Linked DNA regions of Rattus norvegicus: region 1 is linked to region 2. Evidence: chromatin contacts called from public Hi-C data. All regions are on one chromosome and are shown on one strand. Each heading gives the region's core, a stretch centred on a gene start, on an enhancer-like site or on the middle of the called end of the contact. The rest is flanking DNA. Distances are from core to core; before and after follow the strand shown. Region 1 has its middle 78 kb from the start of Atp6ap1l. Region 2 has its middle 410 kb from the start of Atp6ap1l.

What was found. A called contact is a pair of places that touch in the nucleus more often than the background predicts.
Region 1: a contact with region 2 is called in a Hi-C map of the A7r5 cell line, with 5 times the contacts expected there. The contact joins two enhancer-like sites. A contact is called at or near these places in 3 of 12 Hi-C or Micro-C datasets (the A7r5 cell line, the Rat2 cell line and Schwann cells).

What each region holds. Positions count from the first base shown.
Region 1 is chr2:23,718,067-23,725,856 of GRCr8, forward strand. No RefSeq gene overlaps it. Among named protein-coding and RNA genes, the nearest start is that of Atp6ap1l, 78 kb to the right of the region's middle. Within about 2 kb of position 5,750, at least 5 of the 93 cell types and tissues checked have an H3K27ac peak or open chromatin away from gene starts, as enhancers often do.
Region 2 is chr2:23,386,442-23,393,284 of GRCr8, forward strand. No RefSeq gene overlaps it. Among named protein-coding and RNA genes, the nearest start is that of Atp6ap1l, 410 kb to the right of the region's middle. Within about 2 kb of position 3,545, at least 15 of the 93 cell types and tissues checked have an H3K27ac peak or open chromatin away from gene starts, as enhancers often do.

The DNA.
Region 1 (7,790 bases), core at 4,500-6,999, 330 kb after region 2:
CTCTTCTGTGAGCCCTGAAGCAGTTCCAGCTCCCAGGACTGCCACCGCGCCTACAGAATCCCTAGGTGACCACGGATTTAGTACTCCAGTTCATCGACGGTTGCAACCTTTTCCAAAAAGTCTAAGAGGCCCTGTGTTAGGACTGGGACCCAGGTCCAACAGCCTGCAGAATGCCAGGATTTGCAGGTCCCATCTTCTGACCAAATGAATGGCAGAAAGCAGAACCAGCACTCCCACTCTGGCAGCCTCTTTCCCTTGATTCTTGAATGGGAAGGAATTGAAGTTTCGAAGAAAGCTCACAAATGTCTTCCCTTCCCACGGTTATATCAGTCAATATGCTACTTGCCAGGCAGAATAATAGCCAGAGATTGCCAGACAGGGAACACAAGTGTGTCTGTCTACCTGGCGGTACCTCTTCCCTGTATAGACATGATTGTCAACAGTGAAATATCAGTGACCTCCCCAGCAACATGGAGAAACACAGGCATGATAGAGTGCTTGGTTTGCCGTTTGGTGTATACCAAAAATTTATATTAAAATGATTTAGTAGTAAGCAGAATTTCATAACCCACTAGGTAGTCACAGATCTGATCTACCTTTTCATTTGTTATTATTCATCAAATCGATGATGGCGATCTAATATTGATTAAAAACAGAGAGAGAGAGAGAGAGAGAGAGAGAGAGAGAGAGAGAGAGAGAGAGAGAGAGAGAGAGAAATGAGCCTCAGAAAGTGCCCATGTTTATTGGTTGGAGTTAGTGGTAGCTGGCTAAGCCAAGAGGAAAAGGGATCTGCCTGCAGACGCAGGTGAGACATCTAGCAAATGGGCAAAATAACCAATCTGTTTAAAGAGGAAGGAGTTAGGCTGCCTTCAGAAAGCCACGGGCCTCACTTCTCAGGTTTATGATCATATCTACAAAACAAATTGCTTACCTCTTGTGCATTCTGTTTCAAACCCCACAGCTCCATGAGAATCAATCTTTGCCCAGCTTTAAATAAGGGCAATGGGATCTAAACTTACATTTACAAAATAACCAGGAAGGATGTTTTTCCTTAAAGCTGGAAAGATCTCTGGACTTTACCCAGCTCTCATCATCACAAACTGAGTTACAATGGGTTATATGAGGGTGTCTGTAGCAAGTTATGTGAGTGAATCTAAGTGGTCAGCCAGATTTAGAAACAATCACTCTTAAGCAGAGAGATTAAATATATAGCATAAGAACTATTTCTCCCACTCCTTTGTTCACAGCAGGCATTATTAACCAGTACCAACACTGCCAATGAACCTAGTTCAAGTTCAGAACCCTTCTTGTAGAGGTCCAAGCAGCCCCTAGCAGTCAGTGAGAACTGGCTCACAAATCAAAAACTCCCTGCCATCCCTGAGTGACAGAAAACAGACACTAACAGTTTGAGCTCAGTTGTGTGTTTAGCTGAGCATCTGGAGACATCATTTTACAAAATCTTTGCTGATACCTGACTTTTGAGCCTCTCAGAAGCGTTGTGAGGTGTTCAAGTCAAGTACTTGGATCCTCACTCATAAATGAGGCAACTGGAGGTCACAGAAGTGGTCTCTCTCAAGGTCAGAAAGCTGATATCAGCAAAAAAGGAAAACCTGTCCTCATATGTCTCCCAGGACAGGGTTCAGCCATCAAGAGGGCTGAAAATTCTGAATGAAAATCTGCATATTGAGGAAGTAAGTATAGACTGAGCCTAGAGCAAACAGAAAAGAGGAGAGGCTGGCCATGGAGGGTGAGCACTTTGTTCATGGCCAACAAAGTCTCAGAACTGGAAAGCCAGACCCCTGAGATCTGACCTGAGTTCCTCTGCCTCAGGCACTGGGGAGCTCAGTTGGGGGATGCAGGGGTAACTCAGTACAGAGTGCCTCCTCCCTCCTCCCCACACTACCCAGAAGGATCTCTCTCAGATGCCTTCCTCTCTCACACGGATGTCATACTCTCAGCCTCACTCACCTCTGCACAGCCCACCCCTCCTCACCCCTGTAACTTCCCTGCAAGCCGAAGGAAACAGCGTCTTACTCAAAGCAGTCCTGGCCAACTGACTTAAGATAAGACAAGCACCTTGGCAGGGAGACTTGAATATAAAATTGCAAACAGCTTTTGAAGTTGCAGATCCATAGTACTCTAAGCCAAAGAAGAGGGGGTTGTCTCTTCTGCCCCTTGTCTAAATCAACACTCCAAAGGGCTGAATTGAGTCCAGCCAGCTTTCGGATGTGATCTCACAGGCCTGCCTCACACACACACACACACACACACACACACACACACACACACACACACACGCATTTACAGCCTGTCACCAGAGCAAAACCCCCATGAGGCTTGTCACCGCCTGATGCAGGGGACATACTTCTGCTGAAATCAAGGAGTATGGTTTAATGTCCTTTCATGTGCTCATATATGTCCTGCCTGACCTTAATATGCCCTCGCCTCTGCGAGAAATCAAGAAATTTTAACATTATAAAGTTGAATGAGGAGGGTTTTTGATCCCAGGACTGGCTCACCCTACCACTTGCTATTGTGAGACCCTGACCAAGTAACTAAATTCCTTAACTTTTCCACCTGGAAAACGGGACTGTAATATGCCATTGTTTACAATACCTACTGCTTTTGTAACAAAAAACAAACAGGTTAAATATTAAAGTAAGTGAACCATGTGAAGAATTTAGCACAATGACAAATTCAAAGTCAGCAATAAATGTTACCTGTCACTCTTTAGTATAAAAATAGAAAATAGAATGATCAAAACATGTACTAAAAAGCTTTTAGATTAAGGTGGCATCTAAATAGGTCCCCCACCGTATTTTAGAGTCCCTGCAATCAGGGGCAGATGGCCAAGCAGAAGAGTCTGATGTTATGCTGTTACGCTTAGTGACATAATTTTCATGCATAGAAATGAATAATTAGTAAGAGTGAAGAGCATTCTTTGTAGAATTGTCATCTTTAACAGCAAGGTTATGTATATCTTAGACTGTAGGTAGTCTGTATTTCTATACTTTCCAAAATTCCACCAAGAACTTGTATAGATTTGTAGTTAGAAATAATTAAATGAAATGTATAATAAACTAAAAAACCAGATGTCTTGCAATGCACAAACATTACTTTCTAAAGAAAATAGCAACCAAAGAGCACCGAGTATGTGGAGATTGCATCATGACTTCCCCTGCTGGCACAATTAGACATTTCTCTTGGAAGCTTCTAGAGACCCAAGCTTCCAAATTGAAATGGAAATGGGCCACAGATATTTCTTAGAGATAACTAGTAGTACTTCCAGCCCATGAAAAGGCAAAGCCAAGGATTCTTTTACAAGTAGAGGCCAACACCTGAGCCAGTTCTGCGTATATGTAAGTTTCTGCTGCATAAGTCTGTATAGGATTGACCAGATGAGTTCACAAAGGCAGAGAGACAAACAGACTAAAATGGCATGTGCCCAGGAATGACCGTGCACGAGCACGCATGCGAGAACACACGCGTGTGCACACACACACACACACACAAACACACACATACATACACACACACACACACACACACACAAGATCACACACATGCAAGCACACACACAGTGCTGTTTTGTTCCTTCAGCCTTGCTTTGAATTATCCCTGGAGCAGTTTGGGGACTCAGCCTTTGTTTTCCCTCCATTTACAAAGAAATGTCTCTAACTAGGGTTTCCCTTCAACTGGTAAAATATTAAAAAGTTTCTGGTGTCCTATGAACATGAAAAGTCTGAAAGACGATGCTACGAGCCTCATCTTTGAAGTATCCGTGTAAGGAAGATGAGGAATTAAAGTAAAGCTAATCTGTTCTCTGGATCTAGGAGCACAGAAACCAGCTGGGTCATTTGGCAGCAAACAAAAGCCTAAGGGACCTCAAAAGCTGGCTGTTATTTAGTGGTAAATTCAGGGCCTCTCAGAGGCTAAGCAAGCTCTGAACCAATTACGTATTTGAAAACCTCTAATATATTAAAAATTGAATATATTCCAGAATGCTGCTTCACAAGTTATGGTAATCTTTATGTTTACATTTAGCAAATGAATGCTTTTGACCCAGGCGTAATTTTGAAAAGAACATGCGTGCATTGTTTTGGAGGTAGCTTTGAATGTAAGTCTTGAGGCCTTTCTTCAGTAAAAGGCACAACGCAGCAGCTGTCTATGGTCAGGCCAGTCATGAACTAAGTAAAGACCCTGAGAAGAAGATTCTCTGAGTGCTGGTCTGAAGTCACAACATCATCCGCGGCTCAGGGTATTTTGGAAGTGTAGGAGATGCCAGAAAGAGTAATTTCAAACTGAAGAGATTCCCAAGATCTCCCACAAGACCAATGTGTCTCTTGAGTCACTCCTTACAAGACTAAGAAGTCTAGCTTGAAACAGCATCTCAGCTCTTAACTGAGCTTCCAAACGATGTAAACCACTCTCTTCCAGGCATAGCAATTTTCTTCACACACAGTAAGTGGATTCTACCCAAATAGAAATGTGTACCTTTGAAGATGCTAGATTCTTAACACCCATATATCCAGAGCCCCTTCGCATGGGCAACCTAAAACAGGGTAAAGATATTTCAAGAGGATACTATATTTATTGTTCGATCTGTATGGCGATTTCCAAGTACCAGGGTCCCCTGGAATGCAGCAAACAAAGAAAAGCCACAGAGACAGATTCTAAATCATGCTGGTAATAAAAGTGAGATGGGACAATGATATAACGACCTGACATGAGGGCTCTCATGAGAGCCAGAACTAGTTAACTTGGCAGCTGTCAGTCTCGGGGGGTCCTGCTTCTCCACAACCTGGTCTTACAGTGCCTGCTATACTCCGTGGATTTGGTGACTGCTAACTAACTCAGCTGAGGACTGAACATTGTAGGAAAATATCCAACACCAGGATAAGAAACCCTCTTCTCAGTTGGTCAAGGCCGTCAAAGAGGCTCTCAAACATTATGTAGGCTATTGCTGCCATCCTTGGTTGTCCTCCTGACCCTCAGAGGTGTGAAGTAAGTCCCTACTGCTGAAAATACCAGGTTCCAGAGGATCTGAGCTGGATCTGACCTGAAAGCCTCCTCCCTTGACAACTAGTGTTCATGGTTCCAGATGTACCGTGGCAGCTTCCAAAGGAAGGAAGCAACGGTTTATGACCTACAAACCACAGCAGCATGCAGCCAAGGGTGGAGTAGGATCGCACATACCTTGGTGGTTATCAAGAGCTCTGTAATCGGATGTAAAGTCTAGTCAGCAAGAGGAAAATCATTCCTGGTTCTGAAACCTAGCCAATGACTCGGAGTTAGTAAAGTCATAGATCTTGTAGGAGAACCAACAGCCACCACTTTCTTAAACCAACATAATTCCTAACTACATCCTAAACATTCAGCAGATAAATGAAGTTCTCACCCTTCATCAAAGAAATCTCTCTTTGCAGTAGATGGATAGATGGGGATTATTACAGAAAACCATAGCTGACCAAGGTGCAGAATTGTCAGTCACAGTGGATACATGAACAACACAATTCCTGTCCCTAAAGCTCGGGGATCACTGTAGAGGAAAGAAAGGAAAAATGTTAACAAGTCAGAGAGTTTGCTGTGAGATTTTGTCTTCTCTAAATGTCAGAGAAGCTACACCCAGGATGTCTCACAACATTGCTACCTAAACAGACCCTGAGAAAGGACAACACCAATAGATATGCTAATAGGAGAAGATTAGAGGTCAAGAGACTTCAATCCTAGACAAAGATCTTTGGACAATGAGGAAGACTGAAAAGAGGAGAAAAAGTCTTCCCTGGGGCAGAACATAACCACTACCTAATACCAAATGGTCTGTCCTGAACACACACACACACACACACACACACACACACACACACACACACACACGGAGTAGGTTGTACTTTTGCATGTAGAAATACATTTTACACACATAACAACAGTTAAAGGAAATGAGACCATCATTTGAAAGGGGGGAAACCACATAAGAGGGGTTGAAATGAGGAAAGAAAAGGTAGAAAATGACAAGATTTTATTATAATCTCAAAAGTTATAAAATTCTTTTTTAAAAGGAAGTTGTTAGACTTTGGATCCAACACTCCTTTTGGCTCATTTTTAAGTCTCAGTTGGTGACAAGTCTTCCTACGTTCCCAGCAGTTTTCTAATAGTTTACTCTCCCCCTACGTAAACACATAACTATCCTCAGAACACACCTGCTCTGCTCATGTCTCCGTCTCGGGAACATCACTTCCTATTGCTTCACTTGTGGTTTAGGAGTTCAAACCTCCCCCCGCCCCACCACCACCACCAGGAAGAATATCAGAGCAAAGAAAATAGTTACAAATCCACTTAAGAAAAAACAAGCACAGTTCTCCAAGGAAAACAGAGGATCTGGCATCAGGAGACGAGCATGCCCACCAAACAGAAAGAAGCCAAATGGATTAGTCATTATAAATACAGATGTGCTTTTGAACAAAACACAGTAAAAACTTGAAATTTACTTAAAACAAGAGCACTGACTAAAAATGCTATTTGGGTCTGAAGCTATCCATGGCCCTTCTGCACACTCATCAACATAAGAACCATAAGGTTGCCTGGAAGATGATAAGAGCCTATTCACAGTTCACTTGAAAGACCAAGATCGGAGAGATGGCTCAGCGGTTAAGAGCACCCGACTGCTCTTCCAGAGGTCATGAGTTCAATTCCCAGCAACCACATGGTGGCTCACAACCATCTGTAAAGAGAAAGACCAAGATCACTGCTGCTGCTTCGACAGATGCCCACCGCACATCTTAGTAGCTCATCTAATTATCTTATCGGTCTTCAGGATGGGGTGCTGAGAGATAGCCACACTCCCTGAGAGGCCACTGATATCTAGTGTGGACACAGCTAGCAAGCATCACTGATCCCATTACTTCCGACATGTCTTCTGCGAAAACATAGCAGCTTCTGGTAGTCACTGGCCCCCCTTGAGAAAGGTGTGTCCTCTGATGCAGAATTGGTTAAAACACAGAGGCCGTGGCCATATTGCTTTTCATGTGTCCTGCCCTAGCACCCCAATGCCCATGGTTTTCAAATCATTAGCTGAGTTTTGTTTGTTTGTTTGTTTGTTTGTTTGTTTTTTAAGTATGAAAGAAAGCAGGTGAGCTGTCAGGGAGTATTTCCCTGACAAAACCATAATCGGCAGCTGCATTCAGACAGACTGAGAAAAAGGTTTTCAATTCTCACTTACTTACTCATCTGACATTTTAAACCACTTTAACATGAGATCCAGGTTCTGTTTCCTGTGCATCTTTGTATTTGTGGAGCCTTTGTGGAAAGTACATAGTGGTAGAATTAAAATGAATGTTGGAAGCATGGATAAGGGCAAGGGAAATAAACGTACGTCAGGAAATAACTCAGAATTCGTTCGATGAAACGGAAATGTAATCAAAGCAAAAGTTTCTCACAGCTAATCACTTGGAGATTAAGACAGGATTCCATTGTTTCCTTGACTTCAGTGATTGGCCACAAGAAACTAAGAGTAGTCAAAACAATAGATTATTGAAATGCACACTTAACAATGTTAACACTATCAAAAATGCCAGCCATGCCCAAAATACATTCACATTAAGTACTCCAGAGGTGCCAGTGCCAGTCCAGCAAAGTCATTGTCTGGAAAGGGAGGGTTTAAGGGCACTGAGGACAGGTGGGGTTTTGTTTTGTTTTGTTTTGTTTTGTTTTGTTTTGTTTTGTTTTGTTTTGTTTCTTGGATTTCTTTTCTTGACCTCAAAGCTGGTTCCAATGCCCATAGCACTTGGTAA
Region 2 (6,843 bases), core at 2,295-4,794:
TCATTTACCCTGTGATGTGAGGGTACAAGATGGGTACCCCATAGATCCAGAAGCAGGACCGGCATTTCCTACTCTAATGTATTTTATTGTAATTCTCCTCACACAGCATGCTGGCCCTGTGCAATATTCACAAGAGTCATTGTTGTCTAGTTACAAGTATTTGTTGGGGTCTGTTTATTTCTGGGCCCTTAGTCCACACAACATAAACGGTCACTGAAAATAGCTGCCTCCCCAGCCTACTCTAGGAACTCCTCTGAAATGATAGCTTCCTGTGAAACCAGCTCACTGATCACCGCTGGCACACGTTAGGAAAGACGAAAGCTTTCTGAGGGATAAGATGTGCTAACCTAAGTAAATCAGTCTGCGTTGCAAACAACAGCAAACCTAGGGCTTAGTCAAATTTACTACAATTTGGAAACCATGCTCAAATCATACCACAAACACTTATGAGGGCAGCTGGCAGTGGTGTTCGGGAGATGTCACTTCGACTTGACTGATCTACCTTCCTTAGGGGTTCTCTACTATGTTCTCACAGGTCTCATTGTTTTCTGTGACCTGGAACATATTGCTAAAGAGAGTGCAATCTACATATTGAGCCAGTGCAAAACTCCATAACATTAAAAGCATTTAACTCTGCACAAGGCAGCAACCTACTAAGCAAGCGCACAGACAAACATACATTACGATATAGTAACTTACATTTTGAAATGTGTGAGATGTGTCTTGATGTTTGAAGACTATACAGTGCGGGATCCGAGCAATTGTTGGTAAAAAAAAAATCATTTGTAACTGCAATAATCACCTGCAGCAACATTAATAACAATAATATTGCCTGTGAGGATCTTTAGCTCCAGCAAAACTGAAAAGTCATCTTCCTTGGCTGGGGAACAATAAAATCCAGGGGCAAGACTCACAGTGGGTCTTTGAATTATTCATGAGATCATACATGCCATTCACATCTGTATGTTTAAAAAAAAGCCAAGAGAGTGTAATAGCACATTAGTAATGTAAATTAGAAAAAGACAGATTTTATTTCGGTTTCGTGAAGATTTTCATAAGTAAACCCAAATAGCATCCTTACCAGCCAAGTACCGAAAGATCTTTTATTCTTCACCGTTGCTAGGATTTTTTTTTGAATCAGGTCATCATTTAGGGAATCAGTGATTGGATCACTCTCAGACATAATATGATACACACACAAACAAGGACACACATTGTTTATAAATATACTCAAAACCGCAGGAATGAGAAATCAAGGAAGAATAAGGAAAATATTAAAGTCTACCATTGGGGAATTTTATGCTATCATTGCAGCTTTTTTATTGTCTGAAGTTATGTAAAAGCAAAAACTAGTGGAAGAAACTTGCCTTGCAATTCCAGAGGTTATTTTACTTAACAAACACAAGCTGCGGGGTGAGTGAAGATGACAAGGAAATACTCAGGTAACCATGGTTAGCACATCCTCACATCAGACAGTACCAAGACCCACCTTGGCTTTCAAAATGTCTTGTTTCTAAATTTCATATGGATATTTTTATCATATATGCACAAGTAAATTGCTAGGAAGGATTTAAACAACAATTCAAGTGGTTTAAGAACTTAAAGAGTAAGTAGAGAGAAGTTAAAAGAACTGGCTTCTACCAGAGGACCCAGCTGCTCTACAGAGGACTTGGGTTTGGTTCCCAGCACCCACACAACAGCTCAAAACCACCCACAACTTCAGTTCTAGGTGACATTATGCCCTCTTCTGAATTCCATGGGAACCAGATAGGCATATGGTACACAGACATACATACAGTCATATACACTTATGTATACAAAATAAAAGGAATTTTTAAAATATTTTATAGGATAATTTTGCTTGTACATGATATTTTTAGCATATGCCAACTTTAGGCCTTGTCTTACCCCACTGAATTCTTGAAGGATAAAAGAAAGTTAAAATTTTAGATATTTAATGTTTTTGGCTTATAAACATAAGAACAAAAGAACAAAACCATCTCTGTCTGGTACAGCCTTCCCCTTTCCTGCTCTCTTGGTTCATTTTTAACCACTTCCATCATCACTAGGACACTCAATATTTAAAGGGCCCAGATGTCCTGCTCTCGGAACAAATGTATCCGATCAACCCAAAGGGCTAGAGTGTCTTCTCTGGGGAGTGGAAATGCTATGTGAGAAAAGTAGCAAACACAGGAAATCTCTGACAAGTGAGTCATGAGGAGGGGACACTCTCAGCATGGGGTGTTCTTGTGGCTCCGTTGGTATTAATTGTGACGACATGCTTACTCATGTCTTGTTCGTGCTTGCCTCTACCATCACTGAGCTCGTGTTACATTCACCCTCATGCACCAAGCCCACCAGAGACACACTGTGCACCGCTCTAACATGAGTGGATTAGTCAAAGAGAATTTACTGTGTTGGCCAGTCTACTCTTCTCTGGGGACTTGTTGCTGTGGCTATCATTGTTTAGACTTTGAAAAAAATGTGCAATGGATTTTCTTTTAAGCCTATGACTAAGAGTTAGAAAAAAGTAACATAAATTTCATATTGTTCAAATTACGAAACCTATCTATGCTTCATTTTTGTAAGGCGCATGAAGATTGCTCTTGGTTCAAAATTTTTCTTCTGACCACAGTAAGCTATTGTGATGATCTGAACATACACATCCTAGGTCACAGGTTACAAGTGGGGACCAATTGAAATGATGCTTGCAGAGCAGGATTTTTGTTTTTCTTTTTTTTTTTTTGCATTCTCTAAAGCATAAAAGTAAACACAAAGCAAGAGAGTAGCTGTGATAATTAGACTTCTGTGGCACTGGGCCTTGAGGTGCCCAGATTTGGGGAAAACATTATTCTAGTTGTGTCTGGGAGATTGGTTCTGGATGAAATTAACATTTGGATCTGTAGACCCAGAAAAGCAATAAAGCAAGAGTCAGAGAAGATTCATCTGGTCTGCTGAAGGCCTGACTGGGCGAGCAAGAACTCCAGAGCACCCATCCTGCTATATGCTGCAGCGTCAGCTGCTTCTCTCAGCCTCTGACTCAGACATAACATTACATCCTCAGCTCTCATGGCTTTTAGGTCTTTACACTCAGATACGAAACCGCGCCACTGTCTCCAGCCGGCAGACTACAGGTTTGTTTCTTGTTTTGATTTTGTTTCTGTCTCTTTATGTGTAAGAAAATGGCTTCCCGTGTAGCCCATGCCATTTTCAAAGTTTTGATAATCCTCCTGCCTTGTCTTCCCAGATGCTGGGATTACTGAACTGTGCTACTATATTTGGCTGTGGCTACAGATCTGGACACTTCTCAGACTGAAGAATTGCGTGTCACAATCCTCTTTGAGAAATCGACTGCTGTGCATATCCTGTTGTCACCATGTGTGTTGAGAAGCTGGACCAGCACATAGTATATGCAGAATAGGCTAATCTTCCACGTGGGTATTTTCAATAATAATAAACAGCCAGTTGTGGCTAGCAAGCGACATTCTAACAATACATACACCCAGTGTTCAGTGTGGAATTTTCATGTAACTCTCCACTACATCCTAAAATCCTTGTGAGGCCTGAGGAGTCTGAGGCAGCATGGGGTGAGCCTAGCAGAAAGAATGCTAACCTTGTTCCTGAGACAGCCCACTTTACACAGTTTACAGTCTCGATTCCTAAAGTGCCACACAGAAGACAAAAGAAATAGAAGCAGGATATTAGATACAAACCAGCATTGTGCATCTGACTTGCACCAGAGTGACAATGTCTTCTGTATCCCCTGTTCATATGCAGAAGATGTTACTGGTCAAGAAATGCCAGTTTTCTAATAATATTACTTTGTTCTGATAATATTAATTTCTCATAATATAACATTAATTAATTCATATTAATAACACATGTTATTCACTATTTTCATTGCCTTTCGTTGATCTAGTTTTCTTTAAGCTTTACTTAAAATGATGCTGTCTTTACATGTTCCAAGGACAGAATAAAATAGACATAGAGCAAAAAGCACAAACTCTGTCGCCAAAAGTAGAGTGCCACAGTCTTTTTGAACTGTAGGCTTCTATTTCTATAATACATTATATCAAACACAGAGAGTACATTCTTGTTCTCAGGGGAAAATAAAGGTCTAGGTTAGCCTGCCCTCTAGTGTGGCTTACTGACTTCTGAGAGGAGAGAGAAAAGAGAGAGAGAGGGGGAGAGAGAGAGAGAGAGAGAGAGAGAGAGAGAGAGAGAGAGAGAGAGAGAATGCATGTCCTAGAAGCTGATTGTGCAATTCAGTTGGAGTGGCAACCTGCCATCATCACCAGCACTCTGCACAGCTTCCTCCTCCTTGGGAGTGACAGACTTCAAGCATTAGGTCACATTTCTAACCCAGTTTTGAGCAGAAACATACTCCAGCCGCGCCCTATGCCTGCTTAAGCCAGTGTCACCATGGGTATCCTTGACCGTGGTTTTTGCCATTCCCTCACATTTCATGATAACATGCAAAGAAACTAATAAGGGACAGACTTCTTACTACAGGAACTCGGGGATTTACAGAGGGCTTCTGACATGGGAAATTAGGTCTGAGAACTGATACTTGTTTAGGCTGATCTCTCTGAAACAGCCTGTCTATGTGCCTCCTTGGCTGGCCCTTCTGAATGTGAGGTACTGCCAAATGGCTCTGAGGCTGTATGTACTCCAGGATCCATGTTACCACTGAAGAAGCATCTTTGAGATTTGCTTTTACTTCTTCACTCAAATTCTGCTCAAAATTAAACTGCCTTGGAGAAGAGTATTTTTAAAAAAAATTATATTCAGCTACACAAAATAGGCCTCCTTTAAAAATTGAGAAACTAATTGCTATTTTGCTTAAACCTAGAAGTGCCTTCATTGTAGATCAACTCTGAAGTTATTTAAACATAGAACTGTAGTACTAAATTTCTAAAGCTTTTTTCAGGATTCCATGCATATGTTCAGTCGGGATGCTCAGAATTCCTGGTTGATGGCAATTTAACCAGTGCCTGACTGTGTTTCGTAACCCACTAGTGCATGTTCTGGAGCCATTTGTCTAAGAATGAGAGTCTTCCATTTCTTTTTTTTTCTTTTTTTTTTTTTTCGGAGCTGGGGACCGAACCCAGGGCCTTGCGGTTGCTAGGCAAGCGCTCTACCACTGAGCCAAATCCCCAACCCCGAGTCTTCCATTTCTAATTTAAAGTCTTCCATTTCTCATAATTTAAAGGAAGTCTAGATGCTAACCTTTATAATAAAAGCAAATGAAACAATAATCTTTAAAATCACCTATAGATGTAAATTAAAGACACTGTATGTGTATATATTGAGTCTACAAAATATATCCTCTTTCTATTGTCAAAGCATTAGTCTACTAAGGCTGCATGTATGGACTGAAGTAACATACAGCCTCTGGAGAACACTGCCATTCACCTTGGGCATCATTTCCTTAATATACAAGACTGAGTTCCGTCACAATAGGCATATGAATATAATTGTCCATTTCTTCCTCTATGGCAGTAATGCAACCAAAGAAAATATACAGCCTTGAGGATTTAACAGTCACAATCAGATGAACGGAAAAGAATTGAGAAGGAGAGACAACACAAAGCCACTGACAGACTTTTAGGAGATAAGATACCCGATGGCAGTTGTCCTGCATTCTGGAGCCTTCACTGTGTCATTTGTGATAAGCATGGCATAGACCAAGTTTAGTCAGAGGTGTCTGATTTTCATCCCCACACTGCCTGTCCTATTTGTATCTGTGCCGTTCTCGCTACATCTGTGTGTTTCTGTATATTTTAGATACAAAATGTAGCAGATTAAAGTTTGCCAATGCAGGGACAATGTTACCCAAACACCACGTTCTCGCTCACTCTGGTTCCCATTCTAATCCACACCCTTGGCACGTTTGCTGTATTGATTTTCCAGCTTGTGTTCTTTGCTCAAGTCTCTGAAAGACATCACCAATGCAATCACTGTCAAGAAGAGGAAAATGACACATTGCAGACCTGGTGATTGGTGCCTTGTGTATTTTTGTCACAGATTTCAAGAGTGCTCGAGATTCACCGATTCCTTATCAGCAGTTCACTTTTGCCCCTCTAGTTTGCTGACATGTAGTTTTTCAAGTCATTTTTGGAAATCTGAAACTTGTTAGAGATTGCAGATGCGAGGCTCTGCATGGCTGCTGTCGTTTTGGCAGGGTCTGCTCTTTCAAGACAGCGGGGGCAATGAAAAGAACTCTGCTTTCTCGAACTCTGTTCTTAAAGTGTCCATGGATGCCGGACACTTAATGCTAGACTTCCAGGTCAAGACTGGACCTTTTCTTCTATTTTACTCAACGGAGCACAAGGACTTTGAGCATGGAACCCACGAGCCTATTCCCATTATCAGCTTCTATTATGAATATAATTTTGTCATCAATTCCATGTATGTGACTCCTTTAAAACAAAACTGATCAGGTAGATGTCAGAACTGGCAACCGGAAAACCATTTCTGCTGGGATGAACGATTGCGTGACTCCTTTGAATTCGAGCTCTGCCCAAGCCCCTAAGTCTTCACGTTACTTAACTTGTAAAAAGAAGAAAAGAAAGGAGGAAAAGAAAGGAAAGGAGAAAATAAACTACAAACGAAGTGCAGCTCCCTGTGCGTAGAGATGAAAAGGAGATGTCTGACTTACAGCGGGGGCGGGGGGCGGGAATGGAGACCGTTGAGTCCTTCAAGCTCGGGTATGATTTTAATGGAGAAAAATAGAAGAGACAGAAGTGGGGCAGGGATATTAAAACCAAATGTGGAACGAGAAAAGGCAGAAAGGCTGAAGAACAGCCAGAAGTTCAGGGCTGCAGATGTGCGGCAATGCCC